2 separate regions of the Zea mays genome follow, and region 1 is linked to region 2. Evidence: chromatin contacts called from public Hi-C data. All regions are on one chromosome and are shown on one strand. Each heading gives the region's core, a stretch centred on a gene start, on an enhancer-like site or on the middle of the called end of the contact. The rest is flanking DNA. Distances are from core to core; before and after follow the strand shown.

Region 1 (4,850 bases), core at 578-3,077, 240 kb after region 2:
TGTGGAGTTGGCAGTGCCACGTGTGTACAACAAACTGGGGAACTACACCGCCGCCGCCGCCGCCACTGCTGCCAGCACGTTCGTACTGGCCAGCGTAAACAATGCCTCCACTTAAAAAAAAAGAGACGAGAGAGCCTGATGAGATGAGTAGACGACGAGCGAGGTGAGGTCCCAGTGCAACACGGACGGTTCCGTGGAAAAGGAGAGCTCCTCTCCAGTGCAGCCTGCATGCATGTGCGTGCGGCCTGGAGCTGCTGACGAGGGGACGGGGACGGGCGCGAGGTGGGTGGGGATCAGACATGCGAGGAGAGGACTAGAGGAGCCACGCAACCTTGCCGGCGCGCGGGGACTGGCCTGCCTGCCTGACAGTGGCCGGCCGTCCGCGGTAGCTAGTACGAGCCTTGGAGCTGGAGCTGGAGCTGGCCTGATCGAGTCAAAGCCACTGCACGTCTGCATGCTACTACTAGATGAGATCCAAATCCAATCCATCTGCCTGTGGATCTCTGCCTAGTGTTTCGGGGTGGTGGGAGGGAGGGGGCACGGCAGGTCACAAGATCGAATTGCATCAGCGTCACCGTCAGATGCATGCAGCGGCGTGGTTTCCTAGACCACTCGAGAAATGACACTCTGACCTTGTGCCGGTACGTTGTCCGGTTGCTCATCAATCACCCTGCTACAAGCGCGGTTCGGTTGCACAGTGCCCATACTACGGCTAGGCGGGCTATACTAGCTGTACACACGCACAGTGCCCATCTCTGATCGAATGCCACACCGTGCATCATACGGACACCAACCACCACCATCCGATAAGGTTGGCATGGCATTCGCTCGATATATACACAAACACACACATATGACATATCACAGCGGTGAGCTTACAACTGGCGTCAAAAGTGTACCGCGCGTATGTCCGTCCATCACTCTCGCGGACGGGACGACGAGGCGAGGAGAGCAGCTGGCAGGCACATGATGGGGGCGGGGCGGGGCGGGGCGGACACATGAGGGGCTAGCTAGCAAGCAGTCCGATTCGGCGAGCGTACCAAAGTGGCAAAGCGAATGGTCTCGCTATGGAGCTATTTATTTAGATTGTTCATTGGAACCGGCGGCCGAGATGGCCACGCACGACGACGACTAGACCAACGTTATTATACATTTACCCCCTTCCCATGTCTTCGCTCTGCGTCCGCTTCGTACATCACATGGCGCGCAACATGCACGCTAGCTGAGCCACAGCCGACCCCGGCCCCCATGCCCCTGCCAGATTAATTAAGCGGTTTCGCCAGGCGCACGTTACGCTAGCTTCGCTCGCATCATTGCATGATGAGATTGCGTGGTGAACTTGAACGGGCCGGCGCGCCCACGAGACGTACCACGGGCGAGCGCATCGATCCAGCTCCCCTGCCGCCCTGCGCATGCACGCGCGATGCCGGCCGGCTGCTCCGGCAGTACTCCGGCCCCTTCCCTTCCCTACCCGTGCCTGGCCCTTGAGCTAGCCCCTGACGCGCGCGCATGCATGTGGCGTACCCGCCCGGCGGTGGCCGTGCGTGCCCTCATGCATGCTGCCGCCTGCCGCGCGCGGAGCCCCGCGCGAGCCGCCCACAGCCGAGCGAGGGAGGCAGGCAGAGCAGCGGCCAGCGCTGAAGCCCACGGTGGCAGCAAGCAGCTTGCGCATGTGGCCTGTCTACCGGCCGCCGGCCCGGGTAGGCGGGCGAGCCCCGTCGTCGGATGGATCCGTCGGCTTTCGGTTTCTTCAGCCGTGGAGTCTCGTGCGCGCGCGGGACGGGACTCTGCCTGCTGCCTGCATGGACCACCAATAATGAACGGATCGGAGCGAGAGGCAGTGCTGTCCATAGGCTGCGCCTGCGCCTGCGCGACTTTGCACGGCGTCGGCACATGCGTGTACGTTGCGGCTGACGCTAGCTCCACGATCCGGTATTGGGAGCGCGCTTTTGTTGGGGCCCGCGCCCGCCCGGCGTCGCGCTGAAAGCGTACGGCGGTAGCTGCTCCTTTGTCGTGATCGTCGGACCTGTTGGCCGAATTCTTTTTATATATATTTTTTATTTTTTTGTACCATTATCACACACTAGAGGTTGGTACCATGGCCTTGACACCGAGGTTACACGACTCAGTGTTATAGATAATGCCGTCGGGTTATTACTCTATAAATGATGTGAAATGTCATCGTGTTTTGGCCTCCGCCGGTTCCGTGACTCGCACAGATCTATTTTGTTTCTCATGTCTCTCACTCTCCCCAATCCTTCCACCTTTCTCCAACATATTGATTCGAACTTAGAAGTCTAGATTCAATCCTTAGATCTTTGAGAGCAAGGTATCTTTTTTTTTCCATTCCTCAATATTTATTGCCAACTGGGCGAGGGCATAGCCGCCGACCACATGGCGCGGGGTGAGTGTAGCGAGAGAGATCCGGTGAGAGGAAGGAGACATCGTATCTATTGGGATAGGATCTCAGCGCCAATATCTATGGCGCCAACCTCAATATCACAGGCTAAAACCCTAAGCTACCGTTATGTTAAGAACATAGTGGGTGTCGTCCACAACATATGAGACAACAACTTGGAGCCATGACCAATGACACCAAGTCATATAACCTTGACGCCATAGGCTAAGACGTCAAACTCTTAGGGGTCCGAATATAGCATTTGTCTCATTACAGGTGCAAACGTTTTCTTTTACAAAATAAAATACAATTTTTTTGGACGTGCTGGACTTTGCTGCTGGCATGCCATCGGGACTGGGAGGAATCCTCATCGCTCATCGGAACTGCGTGCTAGCATTAGCAAGCTGTGTCGGGCTCGCATCCTAGGGCCTAGCCCCTAGGTAGCAGAACATAACCGGACAAGAAGCCCAATTACATACAAGTTTGTTTGCGACCGAAATGTACACTGCTCACGCCACAGTTCCGCATGTCTGCTGTTGGAGGGAAGGCCAACCGTCCCCTCGCTAAGACCTTTAACATCAATCAAACAAGGTTTTGTCGCGTGTATATGAAGAGAAGGATACTCTGACCAGTATCAGTATCGAGGTCTCCGACTAGAGCTGCAGGAGGTGTCGAGCGAAGGGCTGCACTGTTTAAAAGAGGGGCGTCCCTATCATCTCGGACAGTTCTGCACGACGATATTTTTGGCGAGATTGAAGGCTCGACTTTGCAGAGCGAAGGGCGCTCGTTACGGGCGAAGACCACGCCGCTCAACGGTGGGACCCAAGCTGCGGTCTGTCGCCATTTGAGCCCATTTGTAAGCGTCTTCTCTCGGGTAGGTTCCGTAGTATATCTAATTAAACTGTACTTTTTGTCACTATAATGACCCCGTAAAGAAGAATATTTTAGAGAGACTCATGCTAATAGAGTACAGCAATGTAGAAACCCAGCACTAGGACGAAGGCAATAAAACCAGGAAGCATCCAGGTCGCGATCCGGCAGTCTCCCGATCAGCTCAAAGCGACATATGTTCAAGCCCGGCAGGCGCCAGCAACAGACGGACCAGACAGTATGTCTGACGAGAGGCCCGCTCGCTCTGTTCTCCTAGTCGGAGGCGGACACCACACAAACACCGAGAGAGAGGAGCAGGTTCCCTTTCCCGAACAGTGGCTTTACACATGAGAAAGTTGCCCTGCCTGCGCCGCGCGCACGCGAGGGCTGTCACTTTGCAATGGCGTGCGTGAGCTCGCCGATGGCGATTGCCGATTGATAGATACCTAGCTGGCCGGCCGGCCGGCCACGTACGCCCGCACAAAAGAGAGGCCATCCCCCCACACGCCCGCACGCACTGACTCCATCGAGTTGATCTATCGGTGATCGAGACAGACGACACACACGTTATGTGGCTGGACGCTGGAGCCTGGAGGCCATGCATGCTCCTGCATCCTGATTCCTGATCCTGTCGACGTGTATGTAGTGTAGTCCCGTGCACATCCACGGATTTCTTGGACCAATGCCCAGGCCAGGAGCACCCACTCGACGCAGCGTGCGTGGAGGTGTCGACATCGGAGAGGACACGGTTTAGTACTTTAGTACTCTGTTTCACTTTAGATTCCTTGTCACTTTCAGCTGGGGCAGTGCCGAGATTGATGCGTTCTGGGCCTCCGGCGCCGAGCACGATAAACCAGTTGTGTGTGAGGATCACTCACTCAGTAAGTCAGTCAGTCACCAGAAGAGTCGTCCTTGGTGGGTAGCTTCGCCAATGTTCATGTGGACTGGGGGCCCACATGAAAAACATTTAGCCGTCTTTCTTCTATCTTCTTAAATAGCTAGTAGCGAGTTAAATTAGACTATAGCGGTTAATACCAGCTAAATTGTATATATATCAACAAATAGCTTTATACTTTACAAATAGTTATATCCGAAGATAGCGTTACTCATCGAGAGATTTAAAGCATTAATCATATTTATTACTATAATATCACTTTACACGATGAGAACACAAGACTAAGGGAAACATGAGTTGAACTACCCACTCATGACTTATAACTGTTAGTCGTGGTGCATGCACTCAAGATTTGAAGACACTATATTATGGGAACCAAATGCCAAGTCTACACCGATCACAAGAGTCTAAAATACATCTTCACTCAGAAGGATATCAACCTTAGGCAACGCCGCTGGTTGGAGCTCATCAAGGACTATGACTTGGCAATTCACTATGATCTGGGCAAGGCGAATCTGGTTGCGGATACCTTGAGTCGGAAGAAGCATGTCCATGCAGCTATTGTCACCCAGTTATCCGATGAGTTAGCAGAAGATTTTGAGAAGCTGAATCTGGGAATAGTTGCTCGTACTGAAGGAATTACCATAGAAGTGGAGCCTACCTTAGAGCAGGAAATACGAAAGGGTC
Region 2 (4,656 bases), core at 177-2,676:
ACAACCAACACTAGTGGTAGCTCCCTGAATTGGTGATGGTTTCTGTTGCTGATTCATGATTGATGGCACTATACAATTAGCGATCCATGATGGTCCGTGGCCGCAACATCGCGTTTGGGACAGGTGGAAAGCACGGGATCCATGATTTCGTTTCGGTGTTGCCCAGTTCTTTTTGCGATTCCAACCTTGAGTTTCGGAAGGCAGCTGGCACGTTTCTTTGACCTGTTGTGTCATGTACTCATGTTGTACCGTCGACACCTGTGTTTTTTTTCCCGCAATATCCTCCTACCATCTTTCAAAGGATTAAGGCCTTGTTTGTTTGTGTCGGATTGTACCCAGAATCGTTTTACCTAATCAAAGTTTATATAAATTAGAGAAGCAATTCGGTTAGGAATCGTTCCGACCCACCAATCTGACAGAAACGAACAAGGCCTAAGGTGATAGGTTTTGTCCGGGTTGGAATCCAGTGAATTAGTCTGACAATTCCAGTGGGACTCATGAGTCATGACTAGACCAATGATCTGATTGTTTATGCTATTCCACCCTTAGAACCCATGGATTAGGCCATACCTGTCATGTGTTTGAGCAGTGGCATGGACCTCACTTCTCCATGTGCAAAGCAGGCCCCTGTTTCGGGTCATCATGTTTATGCACGAGCAGCATTTTCGCTGTCTGGAAAAACATAAAAATGTAGCAGCATATAGCTGTTGGGACTGAATAACGGCTCTGTACTTCATCAGTAAGGGGGTTGTTTGGTTACTTTAGTCACTTGTCTAAACTCTAGTCCCTTGAATTCCTCGAATTTCTATTTAGGAGCCCTCCTTTAGTCATACCAATTGCCAGTTTATTGAATATAAGTGACTGGAGTTTAGGAGATGGGAACAGAACAGCCCCTAAAAAGGTGCAATTTTAGTATAGTGCTGAGTCAAACCAGATTTAAGTTTAACTAAATTTGTAGAAAAAATGTTAATACCTATGATACCAACACTAGGTTCGTTATGGAACATATTTTGTTTACCTATTTTGCGTACTAAATACTCTATTCTACATTGTAAATACTCTATTCTATAGATATTCGGTTAAACTTTAGATAGTTTTTAACTAAAAATAAATAGTTTGACTAAAAATAGATAGGACGGATGCAGTAGCTGTCTCTACACTACACAGGCTGTTTCTGGACCATGCCTTCCATTAGCTTGGTTGTTGGTAACCCTATCAACCTTGTTTTCTATGATGAAGTGTAGCTTGGACTGCATAGTAATCAGCTGACACGCCATCTTTTGTATGACCAGCACAAGACGACCCTCTCTTGGACTAATGAGCATGCTCGATCGATACGTCCATGCACCAAGCGCCAGTGGGAGCCGGTGGCCACTGGCCAGGGCCTGTTGGGCCCTGCCACATTTTTGTCAGGAACAGTCCTGTTCAGTGAAACCTGTTCATCAACATGGCTCGATGGCATCTGATGTGGCCGGCGTGGCCTTGCGGAGCCAAGACAGAGGCTGAACCTTGAAAGTAGGCAGTGTCGTGCCCTGCAAGTGCAACTGCAACCAGCTCAGCCTTGGGTTTATGTCATACCAGGGTAAATCTGGCTCAAATGTGTGTTAGTATTAAGTCTCACATATATGATCACTCATGGTACAGAAATTAATGTCACATCTTTATTACATAATAGAAGTTCTGTACAAAATAACTAAATAAATTACATCATATAGCGACAACGATCATTCACAACCATAGTTGACTGGAAGATGACGGACTATACCTCTTCGAACTCATCGTAGCATCCTTCATGCTCCTTATCTTGCGCTATCTGTTCTTAAGTTGATGTGATTATAGCAAGTGTGAGCTCTTATATGGTCATCGCTCAGCAAGTATTGTAAAATTGTGTTTGACTCACTTCTAGTGGGGGCTCAAGTGTAAGGCTTACCAAAAAATGGTTAAGGCTGAGCATCGTTTTTAATTTTGTTGGTCAAAATTTTATGAGCAATTACTAAGTATAAGTTTTACATTCTGCAGAGTTTGTGCATCTTTACCCACAAGTCGTATTACCCATTTACCAAGGGGTCTAGAAACCCCATTCATCTCTACCGAGGAGACGAGGCGAGGTAGCACTACAAAGCATTTATAAAGTTCAACTAGCTTGAAAACCCCGCTATGGTTTCTTGAAAAGGGGCGATATAGGAATCCCTCGTCCAAAAAACCATCGCAGCATGATCGACCTGAGAACCTTCCTATACTGGCAGCTCCTCATATCGCCCTTGCCTTTTTCGGGTAAGGTAGTTATGAATCATCTAGGCCCCTTAGTGATGTTTTGGTAATTAATGACAACTATTTGTGGACTAACAGTTCTTAGAGAAATAAGAATGTAGGTTGGACCACAGAGAACAGAAAATCTTGGAGATTTATAAGCATTGGTTGTGGATCAATTAAAGGCAAAGGTATTGTTGGAGCGAAGGCGAAGACGCTACCCTTCGCTCCAGAACTTCGTCACCTCACTACACCAACGAAGACAAGATGACCGGCACGGCCCACCCTTCGTCACCTTCATTGCAAGACGAAGGCCAGACTACGGCAAAGTCTAGCCGTCCCACGTCCTCACCTGGCCTGGAGGCCCACGTGGGATTCAGCCCACTGTAACAGGCCACGCACGGACAAGCGTGTTACAGATCTGATTTGTAATAGCTTTTCTATAATGACGGTCTGTAATCCCTCCTAATGGGAATGTTCTAGGGATAGTCCAGGTGCTCGAGGGCATAAACGTCCTTACCTTGGAACGTTGGGCACTCGAGTACCTATAAATACCCCCATACAGTGCCCTTGAGAGGCCAGATTAACAGAACTATTGCCTTTCATCACCGAACTTTGCATACACTCTCACCACCCACCCGTTAGATTAACTTGACCCCGAGAGCAAGTTCCAACATTTCGCGCCCACTGTTCGTGCTATGAACAAACCACCCGCGATGGCATCCAAGAGAGCTAGTTCGAAGGCAGCCCCATCCGTCGACGAAGCAGTGAAGGCAGCGCTGCTAGCCGAGAAAAAGGGCAAGGCCCTCGCAGACAACACACCCCAAGAAGCCTGCGATGACGAAGCCCTCAGCAAGAGACAGTGACACGAACACCCCACTCCCGAATGCACCGCACGCACCTGCAGCTCCGGAGGGCAACCACAAGCACCGCCCCCAGGCTTCGCTCCACCAGAGGGCGAAGACGCAACAGAGGACGGTGAAGTCATCGGCATCTCAGCCAAAGAATAGCTACAGCTACGGGCCCTACGCATCAAGAACCGCAACCTCCAAAAACAGAGAGACATCCTCGAGGCCAAGCGCCAGCGTGTCACCGCGCAAGCCAAGGTGCGCCAGATGATACGGGACGAGGAGCAGAGAGCCCGGGAGCTCGAGCAAGAGATCGTGCTCATGCAGAACAAAAGCCAGCACAACCTGCAGCACGACCCCACCCTACAACAGCGCGTGTCAGTCGAGGACTTCTTCATACCCCAGCGCAGACCCTTCGTCCCGCATGCCGCAGCTTTCCAAGGCATCAATTACCTTGACGAGCGAAGTCCCCTGGCCTTGCAACTCCAAGCATCACCGTGGCCCGCCAACTTCAGGGCAGGGACCTACCCAAAGTACAACGGCAACACCGATCCAACACAATACATTATGACCTACCAAGTTGCCGTCGCATCGGTCGAAGGGGACGATGCCACAATAGCCAAGTCGTTCATCATCGCCCTCGAGGGTCCAGCCTTGACCTGGTACACCAGGCTGTCGCCGTTGTCCATCAACTCCTAGAAAGGACTCCGGGACAAGTTTCTGCTAAATTTTCAAGGGTACCGACCCGACACTGACGCCTTGGCCGAGTTATCACTCTGCAAGCAGCAAGAAAAGGAAACCCTAAGGGAGTACTACCGCAAGTTCCTGACTCTCAAGTCCCAACTGCCTTCGGTCGACGACCACATTGCCATACACTATGCCATCAGTGGCCTTCGGGCTAGCGTCCTATACAGTCACTACATCAGGGACCCACCCAAAAATCTCCAAGAGCTCTATCAGCTGTTCGAGAAGTATGCCAGATCTGAAGAGCTCCATCAGCGCAAGGTTGAGTCTCAGAGGAAGCCTAAGGACCCTCCGCAGTCCAGCCGAACCTGGACAAGGCCTTCGCAGTCAGACTCAGGACGGGACAACCGCAGTCAACAGCAGGTGCACAACATAGCCAACCAGCACCCCGCTGGCGAGGCCGCTCGCCGTCAAGAATATCCCCCAGGGCCGCGAAGGCGGCACGCGGGGCCAGGGCTGGGGACGGGCGCAACAACCGTGCAGATTCTACTGCTTGTTTCACGGCGAAGACTACGCACACCCAACAAGGGATTGCCCTGAAACAAAGGCCACCAAGGACAGAATGTCTCGGACACAACCAGCCGACAATCAAAGAGTTGTCGCGCACACTTATCACCACCACCAACCATATAACAACGTCCATATCCAGCACCCACCCAACCACGCATATCAGCATCATCAGGAAGTACAAGTCCTCCCACCCCCGCCTCCGCCTCCGCATCACCCAAACCCACACCACCAAAATCACCCACCAGCGCCAAAGCAGGAAGACTTCGCCGATCAGCCGTATCGCGGAGTCATCCACATGATCACC

The links. A called contact is a pair of places that touch in the nucleus more often than the background predicts.
Region 1: a Hi-C map of tassel shows a contact between it and region 2, with 2.6 times the contacts expected there. The contact joins two enhancer-like sites. A contact is called at or near these places in 4 of 25 Hi-C or Micro-C datasets (ear, leaf, root tip and 1 more).

Annotation. Positions count from the first base shown.
Region 1 is chr1:50,862,739-50,867,588 of Zm-B73-REFERENCE-NAM-5.0, forward strand. No RefSeq gene overlaps it. Among protein-coding and RNA genes, the nearest start is that of LOC100274900, 45 kb to the left of the region's middle. Within about 2 kb of position 1,828, at least 18 of the 20 cell types and tissues checked have an H3K27ac peak or open chromatin away from gene starts, as enhancers often do. A contact at or near this core is called in ear, root tip and tassel, where this site is marked.
Region 2 is chr1:50,619,130-50,623,785 of Zm-B73-REFERENCE-NAM-5.0, forward strand. No RefSeq gene overlaps it. Among protein-coding and RNA genes, the nearest start is that of LOC118473617, 36 kb to the left of the region's middle. Within about 2 kb of position 1,427, at least 9 of the 20 cell types and tissues checked have an H3K27ac peak or open chromatin away from gene starts, as enhancers often do. A contact at or near this core is called in ear, root tip and tassel, where this site is marked.